Linked DNA regions of Bactrocera dorsalis: region 2 is linked to region 1. A link is a contact called in public Hi-C data. All regions are on one chromosome and are shown on one strand. Each heading gives the region's core, a stretch centred on a gene start, on an enhancer-like site or on the middle of the called end of the contact. The rest is flanking DNA. Distances are from core to core; before and after follow the strand shown. Region 1 holds the start of LOC105223423 (LIM and SH3 domain protein Lasp). Region 2 overlaps LOC105223423 (LIM and SH3 domain protein Lasp).

Evidence for each region. A called contact is a pair of places that touch in the nucleus more often than the background predicts.
Region 2: a contact with region 1 is called in a Hi-C map of whole body, with 8 times the contacts expected there. The contact joins the enhancer-like site here to the promoter of LOC105223423 in region 1. A contact is called at or near these places in 2 of 2 Hi-C or Micro-C datasets (both in whole body).

Annotation. Positions count from the first base shown.
Region 1 is chr5:6,892,143-6,897,251 of ASM2337382v1, forward strand. It overlaps LOC105223423 (LIM and SH3 domain protein Lasp), which reads left to right and starts at 3,815. Exons shown (of 8, transcript XM_049457303.1): 1 at 3,815-4,027; 2 at 4,500-4,760. The coding sequence starts at 4,692. It overlaps LOC105223426 (protein disabled), which reads right to left and starts at 3,227. Exons shown (of 10, transcript XM_049457284.1): 1 at 2,064-3,227. The coding sequence starts at 2,100.
Region 2 is chr5:6,941,963-6,947,341 of ASM2337382v1, forward strand. LOC105223423 (LIM and SH3 domain protein Lasp) reads left to right here. Exons shown (of 8, transcript XM_049457303.1): 4 at 5,265-5,379. Among protein-coding and RNA genes, the nearest start is that of LOC105223422, 14 kb to the right of the region's middle. Within about 2 kb of position 3,814, the one cell type or tissue checked has open chromatin away from gene starts, as enhancers often do.

The DNA of each region.
Region 1 (5,109 bases), core at 2,565-5,064:
TGCGGCCGATAGCTTCGAAACCAATGACTTAACCATAGTCTCTGATGACAATGTGTAGCGCTCAACCGCGCTCAACCCCAATCACGATGTTAAATACTGTGCTGCTAAGCTATTGTGGTGATTGCCTAATGTGAGTATTATACGCGCAATGACATTTCTCAATGGAAATCCAATATGTTTAGTGACGAGGAAGCTGTCGTAACGTAATTGACAATCTGCGAAATTTGACCTTTAGGCCTTTGGATTATCTTTTATTTTCGATGCTATGGAATATCTCTGCATCGACTATTTGCAATGTATTTATTGTATGCTTGAAAATTGGACTTATTTATTATACGTATGTACGTTGCTTATTTTGCTTGTTGTAATTGCTTAATGTTGCTATTATTGTTAAAAGCAAAATTGTTTATTCTCACTATAACAATACAAGTACAAGTGTTTTGTTGTTACACATGAGTGCATATTCGGAAGCTGAAATAAATGTGTGTGTGTGTGTGTGTATTAACGCGTTACTACGAAAACACCCAATCAGGCGTCAACGATCACATCATCAGCCTTCATACCATCCCCAGCGAATTCAAGTAGCGCCACATTGCCGGCGTTCACCCGCTACCGCTGCAGTTTATCTTCAATCGTTGATTTGTTTTCACTTATATTCATTTATTCGTAGAATTTAATGTGGGCCAAGCCTCTGCAGGGTGAGTTGTGTGTTGAACTGGAGACTTCCTCTGCTTAAAGCATAATGCTTATTTTATTTTATTCGGTCAATAGCGCAAAATTCCACCGCAGCCACCGCGTACACTGTTTGCTTAGCTATGGCTTTGCACAACGTACATACATATGTATGTATCTATCTATGCACGTAGATTAATAGTATTGTAGGTTCTCCACACTGCGCTGACCGTGTGATTGTAGGTGCGCTTGTGCTATTATTTGCAGGCAGTAGCGTAGTGTATCTGGAAGTGACAGGCAGTCACAGAAGCACGCACACAATCACATTTAGGAATGTAAGCATGTGGGTGCACATACATACATATATGCACAAGTATAAACAAAACGCTTCCTTTAGTATCTCGCTGTAGTCTAGGTTGACATTGTCATGCACGTATTGTTTATATTTATTCAATGATTATAATGTCCAGGCGAAATGGCAATTGTCAATTTTGCTTTCCTTCATGCTTTTGTCTGCTAATAAAATATATGTACTATATATGTACATATCCATATGTACGTAAATAAACGTCAGCTCCTACGAGTTGAATTCGTAACAACTAGTCAGCTTTGTCGCATTCCTTCGTCAGAAGCGGGCATCATCACTATCTACATTTGTACATACATATGTATTTCCTTTCGTGCCTGTCGCGGTGTCTCCTTTGCGTTTATTGATTTTTCATTGCAAATTTTTTCAACAGCGATTCAATATTATTATTACGGACACAACTAGAAATTCACTTAAACATTTCTCAATTCAATATTTCGATAACGTAGATGATAATTCAAAGTGTATCACTAGCGTAACATCTTCACTTTTAAATTTTCTCTGCAAATGCTGCAACTGTTCCGCGATCAATATTTGCACATTTCAAAGTTGCTTCGTGAATAAACCATTAACTTTTCCCAATTAAACGTGTTATGGATTCGTTATTTATTTATATTTTTTCGACACACTGTTATATCAATTTGTTAAATTTGTATTAAACAAACAATTTTTAAATGTAAATAAAATCACTGTGCAGCTGCCTGTCAAACAATAAATGCATCTAATAAATACAAATGTATCTGCAGCAGAATATTCTGCTTGCTACTGTTTCGTGTGGCAAACTGTCAGATACATTCGTTCTTTTAATGTGTGTGTGCACTGCAGGTGCAGATACTTCAAGCAGAGTTGTATTTGACATGACGTTCTGTTTTAGCAACACCCAGCATAAAATGATATAAGAAAATATTCGCTCGAAAATTTTTGAAATAAATAAATAAGCAAAAAGGAAAAATTATAGATTAATTCAGCAAAAATATAAGATAAAGTTAAAATATTGCAGTAAAATTTACAAGTAGACACTTACATTTGCAGGGACTGGTCTTTTTGCGGAGCGTTTGCATATTGGGCTCTTTCCAGTTTCTCTTCGCCAATTTGCGAAGTTTCTTATATTGTGTTGCTATCTTTGGTTAATCTTCGAGGAATATTTCACCTTTGAATACTTTGTAGCATTTGCCAAGGTATTAGTAAACTAAATAATTTTATCTTTGGTGCTTGGAAGGAGATTTTCAAACAATAATAATATCACAGTAAAATTAGAAAGTATTCATATTCGCGTTTAATATCAACCATAAAATCTATTACATATTTTGTGATTATTAATCAATTTATTTAAATAAATTTTTATCAGTAGCTTTACTACTTTTTACCTAAACTTTTAGGATTCACCTATTAAGCTATTAGGTTCATTTTTGGTGTCAAACCATTGGACATTGCATACTAATTACAGGCGGCTTAATGAAACGTAGATAATGTCATGGAAACCAGTCAGCACCTTTTTCACTCACAATTCATCCGCTTTCATCATAATTTATTTGTTTTGTTTACTTTCCAAGGGATGTCGTGTTTTGTTTTTGGCTCTTTTTATTGCACACCGCTTTGTTTGTATTTTTATTCTCGTTTTTGTTGTTGTGTCGTATTCTTGGTGGATGTGTAGATGAGCAATGTGATAGCTGTTTAGCCGACAGCCTGACGGTATGACTGCATCACCGGCATTTCGAATACAGCAACTTTTATCGATTTTTCACTGTATCAACGCCTCGGTGTAGTATTTGGGCTAAGAAGGCTCGCTACACCGTATGTGAAGTGCGAAAGGGGGATTATTCTTTTTATTAATATTGCTTTGGGTAAATTGTTCTTAATGTAAAATGTAAGAAAACTAATAAGCAATTTTTTGTTCATGGTAATTGACGCACAACTTTTCGGATACACAAAATCATCTTTCACAGACTTGTTAAGCAAATTTTCGAAAGCAGCGACGTTCCTGGTAACACTTCCGTTTAATTAATGCAATAGTACCGTAAATTCGGACGCACTTTTTTGTTAACCCGTTTCAACGCATTGCACTTTCATTGTTGAATTTATTTGAGTAGGAATAGGAATTTTTCAGTGCAACGCCTTTCATTGTCGCCGAACCGATGACCGAATTACTACTTTCATTGGAAATTCAATGACGGAAAAGGATATGGGAAGGAAGGATAATAAGTGATTGACACTTTGCCGCACACATTGTGAATGATTGTTGCAATTCACGTTTTGGTGGAGAAGCGCAAATACAATTAGCACAATATTTTCAGTTTATCTTTCTATTCTCGTGATAATCTCATAAAATTGAATGGGAATATAATTATATGAGAGCAATAATATTGTTTTTGTGAAAGGTTCGAAAATAGTTTCTAATATTTTGATATTGTGAATATTGATATTCCCACCAGCTGTGTTTAATTATGGCTGTGTTTATTTGGAGAATATTAAATATCCACCGTTTTATCGTTGAAACACTAAACTGTATTTATTGTAGTAGTCTTGCCTTTTCTTAATAAAATATTCAAAATAACAGCAATAGGCAAAGCTACAAGACTTAAATATATTATTGCATTTAATATTTTTCATTTGGTAAGCCGAAATAAGCTTTGTGCAATAAATGAATTCATGATTGTACAATATTATTCCACAAGTGTTCAATATTAAGTATTCCGCATGCCATAAAAAGCAACTCTGTGTTGGCTCCAACGGCGGCAATTGGAGCGACTCCAGTTGGTTCGTATTTTTAATTTTGCTTTTACTCAGTCTTTCTCTTGCGCTGGTAGTGAACTTACTATTTTGTATTTATCGCGTAGCAGTTAAAAAGCGTTTATTAAATTTAAAAATATACCTTTCAGCAGGAACACGGGAATGTTAATATTATTAGTGAAATATAAATAACAAAGTGCAATTAGTGAAAACTACTTAATAGTGACAATCTAATTAGAAAATTTGCCATTGCGGAAGGTATAAATATTTTCCAATTGGTTATAACTTGGTTCTGGGCTCAGCCATTTGCCGTCGATCGTTTCGCGTTTTGTTATTTTAGTGGTTAGTGCACAGAGCAGAAACGAATTGGCAAAGCTGAAAAAGTGTGTAAACGAAAAGAGCACATCTAAAAAGTCGAATTCTTGTAAAGGTTCACCCAAGCAACACAGCCAGTGCACAAACAACATCGGCTGACACCAACTGGATTTTTCTGATTGAATTCCTACATTCGGTCTGTTGGGTGTTTTCAGTCACTTTTCAGTTCTTTAGTTTATTGAAAACAACCAATAGATATTAGAAATTTTACTACAATATAAATTTGGAACTAAATTTTCTGCAAAATACATATTTGATCGGTGAACCAATGCAAAAGTCTTAAAAATTGAAACGAGTTTAGTGTGTGTGATATAATTGAGTAAATACAAATAAGATTTTTGATTTCCTAAAGCAGTTCCAAGTTACACGAATTGCAGGGCTTACTGAGCCACATCCCGGTGAAACGTGAATTATAATAAAACAAAAAATAGCATCTGTAGGTGACACTATAGTGCGCACGCGCGATCCACTGCATCAACAGGCGAATAAACAACGAAGCAAGGGAATACTAGTAGCCGCAACCAAACACTAGAAGAACAGTCGCAAAATGAATAAAACTTGTGCTCGCTGTCAGAAAGTGGTGTATCCTATCGAAGAGTTGAAATGTTTGGATAAAGTGAGTTTAAGTTTGACCTTTCGCTTAATCATTTCATAATTATAAATAAATAACAGGTAGAAACTAGTTGTGCATACAAATGCCATATTCATAAACTCTTATTAGTTGTTTTTTGCCGCTCAGAGCTGGTTGCGTTTCCCAGTTGACATGTGTAAAAACGGGACAACAGGTGTGCCCAAAAAATTGGCAGTGCCTTTGTTGTTTGGAACTTTTTCAAGAGTTAAGAACATTTCCATTAATTATGCATTTATGAAAAGTTGTTGCATTTATCTTCTATGTGAAATGTAATTTCTCTTTACTCCGTGTGTCTCATTATTATTTTATTTTTTTTTGCAATTATTTTTAATGT
Region 2 (5,379 bases), core at 2,564-5,063, 50 kb after region 1:
AATTTCATTAAGCTCGATTGAGTTAGGTTAGGTTAGATTAGATGGCTGATTACACTTAGACTGTTATGTACAGTTCTTTGTGAAACCAGACGAAAAAACCTCTCGGTTTCGCAGTTCGCGAGAAATCTTGACAACCAACTTTGAAACACATAATTTGGAAAAAAGCGCACTTAAAGTTTTAAACGATTATATAGCTGACCTCAAGCGCGTAACTTTTCAAGGCTTTATCTCCAAAACTATTGCTTGGATCAACGTGAGAATTTAGGACAATATTCTAGAGATGTTGCGGAATTAAGTGAGACAGTAAACAACTATTTTATGGAGTCGTGAAACCCATGTAACCTTAATACAGCGTGCCTAATTATAACACCACCACTGTGTATATTAGTAATTGGTTTTTGAACAAATATTTACGACTATATATGGTAAACTAACTATCTGTACAACTTACAAATATACATACAAATAATAGATGAGCGATAAATATTTAGCAAAAAGCAATTAATGGCAAATATTTCGAATTCTTTAGCTTTTATGGCAATTAATTATTACGAAGCCGCTTTAAAGCCCATAAAACCGCCGAATTAAATCCTTGCTATCTCACTAACACACACACTAACGCACACGCATCCTCTCGCTCAATAATCTGCTTATTTTTACAATGCCGACCCAGCAGGGAATACGCGATTGGACATGCAACGCAGCAACAACAATAAAATCATGCATTATTATGTCTTTTTATTGAGCGCTCGAATGTATGGCTTGCCATTGTTGTTATTGTGTCGTTTTCCTTTTCCGCTTCGCCGCTGCCGTTAGCACTTAAATCATCAACGATTCGTTGACCTATGGCAACAGCTGCGCGTCTTTACCGCGAGTGACAGCGCGCCACAAAAACGGCGCTGGTGAGGCGACGGGGCCGTGGCAAAGCCCCTCGCTTGGGTTCGCGAGGTGGTGGTGGGGTGTTAAGTAGCGTGTGTGATTTGTGGGTTAGGAACTGGCGCATGCATGGCTTATTTGTGGACACATTGGCACATCGGATTACTGGCGCGCTTTGCTGGCTCTGCTACGGCTTGTTTTCGCCTCGACTGGTTCTCACATCGCTTGGCTGCTGTCACCACTGTGTTGCGTTTGTCGGCTTCCATGTGCCAAACGGTGGCCTCCTGCCTCCTCGCCACGCGTACGAGTATCGAGTTCAAAAGTTACCAGCAGCGATTGCTTTTGTTGTTTTTTTGTGAGTGTGTGTGTGTGTTTGATGGGTTGGTCATCAAACGGCCTTGTGCCACTGTGCCAAAGTACCAGATTTTGCTCTCGTGTTGCCTTTGTGTGTTCGTTTACTTTGTTTTTGTGCTTTGTCAGTATGTTTGGCGCTCGTTGTCACCGATTTGCTGCTCAAGCAGCGCACTACTTTCGTGCACGGTTACTGGTAAGTGCTGGTTGATGGGCACATATGGATGAGTGGTGCCTATGAGGGGTTTCTTGCACAATGACTTGTTGATGGCGGCCCTTCGATACACGCCAACTTCAATCGTTTTGTTTACAATTACGCGCTTTCGATTACGAATTTATCATTGACAGCGCCAGCGGTCTTACAACTCCCTGCGCCGCTGCTCACTTCACGAGTGAAAATCGAAACGAAATTACTTGAATTATTGTCTTTGGGGGTTTTTCTCCTTCCGCCACTCGTTTTGTCGTGTCCTTTCGCGTGGAGTTCATTGAACCGTGCTGCATTTTGAAGTTGCTTTCTGGTCACATTAAGCGAAGGACCAAAGGAAATACGCAACGCCGCAGACAACAGCCGCGAACAATGCACTTTGCAATGCCCACACACACACACACGCGGTTGTGGCACTGTACAACATATCGATTTTCCTTTAATTGCTTTTGAAGCATTTAGCCCATTAACAAGTAAGGAAGCCGCAAGTGTAACGAGCATAAGACCATCCGTTGTGGCACTTTTACAAGGACTTAAGCCGCACATTTCTTCGCAACGCGGTCATCCGAAAGAGCAATTGAGGCATTTCGTAATAAAACACTGTTTGTTTACATAGAAAATGGTGGCCTCAACAAAGCGGGGCAGACTTCTTCCTTCTGTGTCTTTTACGGAGGTTTCCTCCTTTGTCGGAATTTGTGTCTATAAGTAAAGGGTTTCGTTTCTTCCATAGCTAATACTTGGCAAAAAGCATTTAATGTTTAAACAGAATTTGCGACTTATGGCCACTACGAATGCGGACTTATCTTATCTGCTTAACACCCAAGCTGATAACTTATGCCGTGACGGGGAAGTTCATAGACACAATCAGTAAAGTAATGGGCAACGCCATAAGGGTCATGCACCGATGGGCGATATCGGCCAACTTAGTGGTAAGTGGCGATAAGACAGATGTGGTAATCCGTACAAGGAGGTACAAAAACCCGTTATGAAAACCCCCGAGCTTCAACGTGGTTGAATTAACAATTAAGGAACATATCAAGTACCTGGGAGTAGTTTTGAAATGAAAAAATACCAGTGGTGCCCTATGTGCATGTAAGAAGATGCCAGGGTCTACAGACATTAAGAACCACTCTACCAGATGAGTTAGAAAGGTTTCTTAACCTACCACCAATCAACATTGCAGTAGAAAGTTGTGTAGCAAAGTTAGCTACAAAATTGGCGCCAATAGATGAATTCCCTACGAAGGTCTCTAACTTACAGCTCAATAAGCACCTGGATCTCAGGCAACCCTAAACTTTCGGAATGCATTATATTCTATGTGGAAGAATTTGTGGAGAGGAAAGTGGCTGAGTTAGCTAACAACACAGGAAACAACATAGAGTAGATCAAATACCCGTCATAAAAAGTAGAGAGGCAGTAGATGTAGTGCCTGCCGGAAAGCGTCTGCATATATACTGCATCCTAGACCACAAAGGAATTCCAGGAAACGACATAGCTGATAAAATTGCCGAAAGTGCCATCCGTCTGGTTTGCGAACCAATACAGGGAATGCGGAAATCACTAAAAACGATATACTATGTGATGAAATTTCCTAAAGGACTGCAGGATGAAAGTTGTTTTTTTCTGGATGAGATGACAGCTAATGAATCTCTTCAGGTTGCTCTTCATCCGAAGTGGGGCAGTTTGCTTTCTTACAATCCCATTGACCCAGAATTGTCTTTATCGCTGAACAAAATTTGGCTCAAAAACGTCAGATCGTCTTGGAACATTTCAGAGCTCTTAAAGTGAAGCGATTCGCTTGAGCAGGTCGAGGGCTTCAGTTCTTGCACAAGCTGAATCTGTCACGAATGCCAAATGCGACGAACTCGCCACACCAGAGATGCCATTTAATTCGGAAATGACCAAATGCAGTTTTATCATCATTCCAGTTAAAATGTGCTAGATAGAAGTCAATTGCACTCAATATATCATCTCATATCTTATCAGTCTCTGTTTTATGAATGAAGCAAACAGAGAGAAATGCAAAAGCTTTCAATTATTTTCCGAATGTGTCAACATCGTTAACACCTCATTGCCGCCACCAATTATCGCAATAATAGGTTAACCACCAACTTGTTGTTGTTGTCGTTTTTGTAACGGTTCATGTGGCGCTCGTATCGCGTTTACCGCAGAATGATCACTTTTTCATGCTTTCCTCTCTTCCTTTCCCAGTCGCTCTCACTGATTGACGGCTAAACGTCAGCAATGCAGTTATTTGTTGTTTTGTATTGTTTATTACAAAATTTTACGATCCATCGATTCGGTTGAGGGTGACACTCACAACAAGTTGCATTAATTGCTTCGCGCTCGTGTGTAAAAGCTCCGTTGATGATTAGTTGGTGGTTTTGTGTCCATGTGTGTTGGTTTGTATGGGTTTGTATGTGTGTAGAGTGCCATTTGTTTACTCAGTTTATTAATTATGTTGTTTTTCTATTATTTATTATCGCCGAGATAAGATTTCATTAATTCTTAATTGTCCGGTGGAACTTGTTATGCAAACACCTGTTAGCGGGGAATATACTTTTACATATAAGTATATACTTGTATATAAAGTTGTTTGATCAGACTAAGAAGAGCAAATTAATTATGAATTTATAATACTCCCTGGTATCAAGTTCCAAATGTTAAAAAGTATTTGATTCTACGTTTTTGTATTACTCGATCGTTCTTTCCATTCTTCTAAAAATCGGGTTACTGTGACAAACTTTACTATTGAAGTATCACAAAGGGGCAACCTCATTGGAAGCAGGTTCGAGCTAAATAGTTTTGTTGGTATATTAGTTTTTGATGTTTCATTTTAGGATTAAGATCTTTAAAGTAATCCCCATAAGGTGTAATGTACTTATGCCAACGATTTTGCCAGTCCTCGGAACACTTTTCATAAGCACTTTTTAGGATGGCCTTCAGCTCCTTCAGCGAATTTTGTTTTATCTCTTCAATCGACTAAAAATGAGTTCCACGGATCGGCAATTTCCATTTGACCATCCGGAACAAATTCATGATGCACCAAACCTCGAATATCGAAAAACCCAATGGGCAACACCTTGATTTTTGAGCAGCTTTGGCGCTGTCTCTTTGGTTTTGGCTTGTTTTTTCCCTCCATTCCGGTGACTATTGACTTCTTTGCACCTCAAACTCATCAAGCCATGTCTCATCGGCTGTTATAATGCTCTCCAAGAATGTCGGACGATCAAGCATGTCCAAAGAGACCTGTTGGCCCTACTCTTTTTGAAAAAATGTCAACTTCATCGGAACGAGTCGAGCAAGAACGCGTTTCATACCCAATACACAAAATCATTCAAACTAATTTGCGGGAGATGTCGAGTTCTCTTGCCGTCTCTCTAACATTTGTCATGATATGTTTGATTTTCAAGCAACATATCTTTCACTGTTTTAATATTTTCATAATTTGAAGAGGTCGAAAGTCGTCCAGAACGATGCATGTCTTCAACGAATGTCTTCCCGACCGTCTTTGAAGGCTTTGTACCACTCGTAGGCTTGTGATTTTGATAAAATTGAATCGCCATAAGCCTTTTCCAACATTCGCAACGATTCTGCACATGAAAATTTGAGCCTAATCCTTTGTCCGATAAATTTATCCATTGAAAAAATCGCAACGCACTGTTGAGGTGTACCGACTTAAGCAGCTGCTGTAAACCAACTGATTGACAGATCGCGCTCATATTTGGCATACTAACTAAAGATAGGCCTATCAACTTAGTAAAATACCTTTTTTTGAAATATGATTTACCCGGAGAATTCATTCACTAATTAAATTCTACTTTTACTGCAGGCACATTCCAAAGGCCAAAGCAACCGTCATTGCGGACACACCCGAACTGAAGCGAATAGCAGAAAACACAAAAATCCAATCGAATGTGAAGTATCACGAAGACTTTGAAAAATCT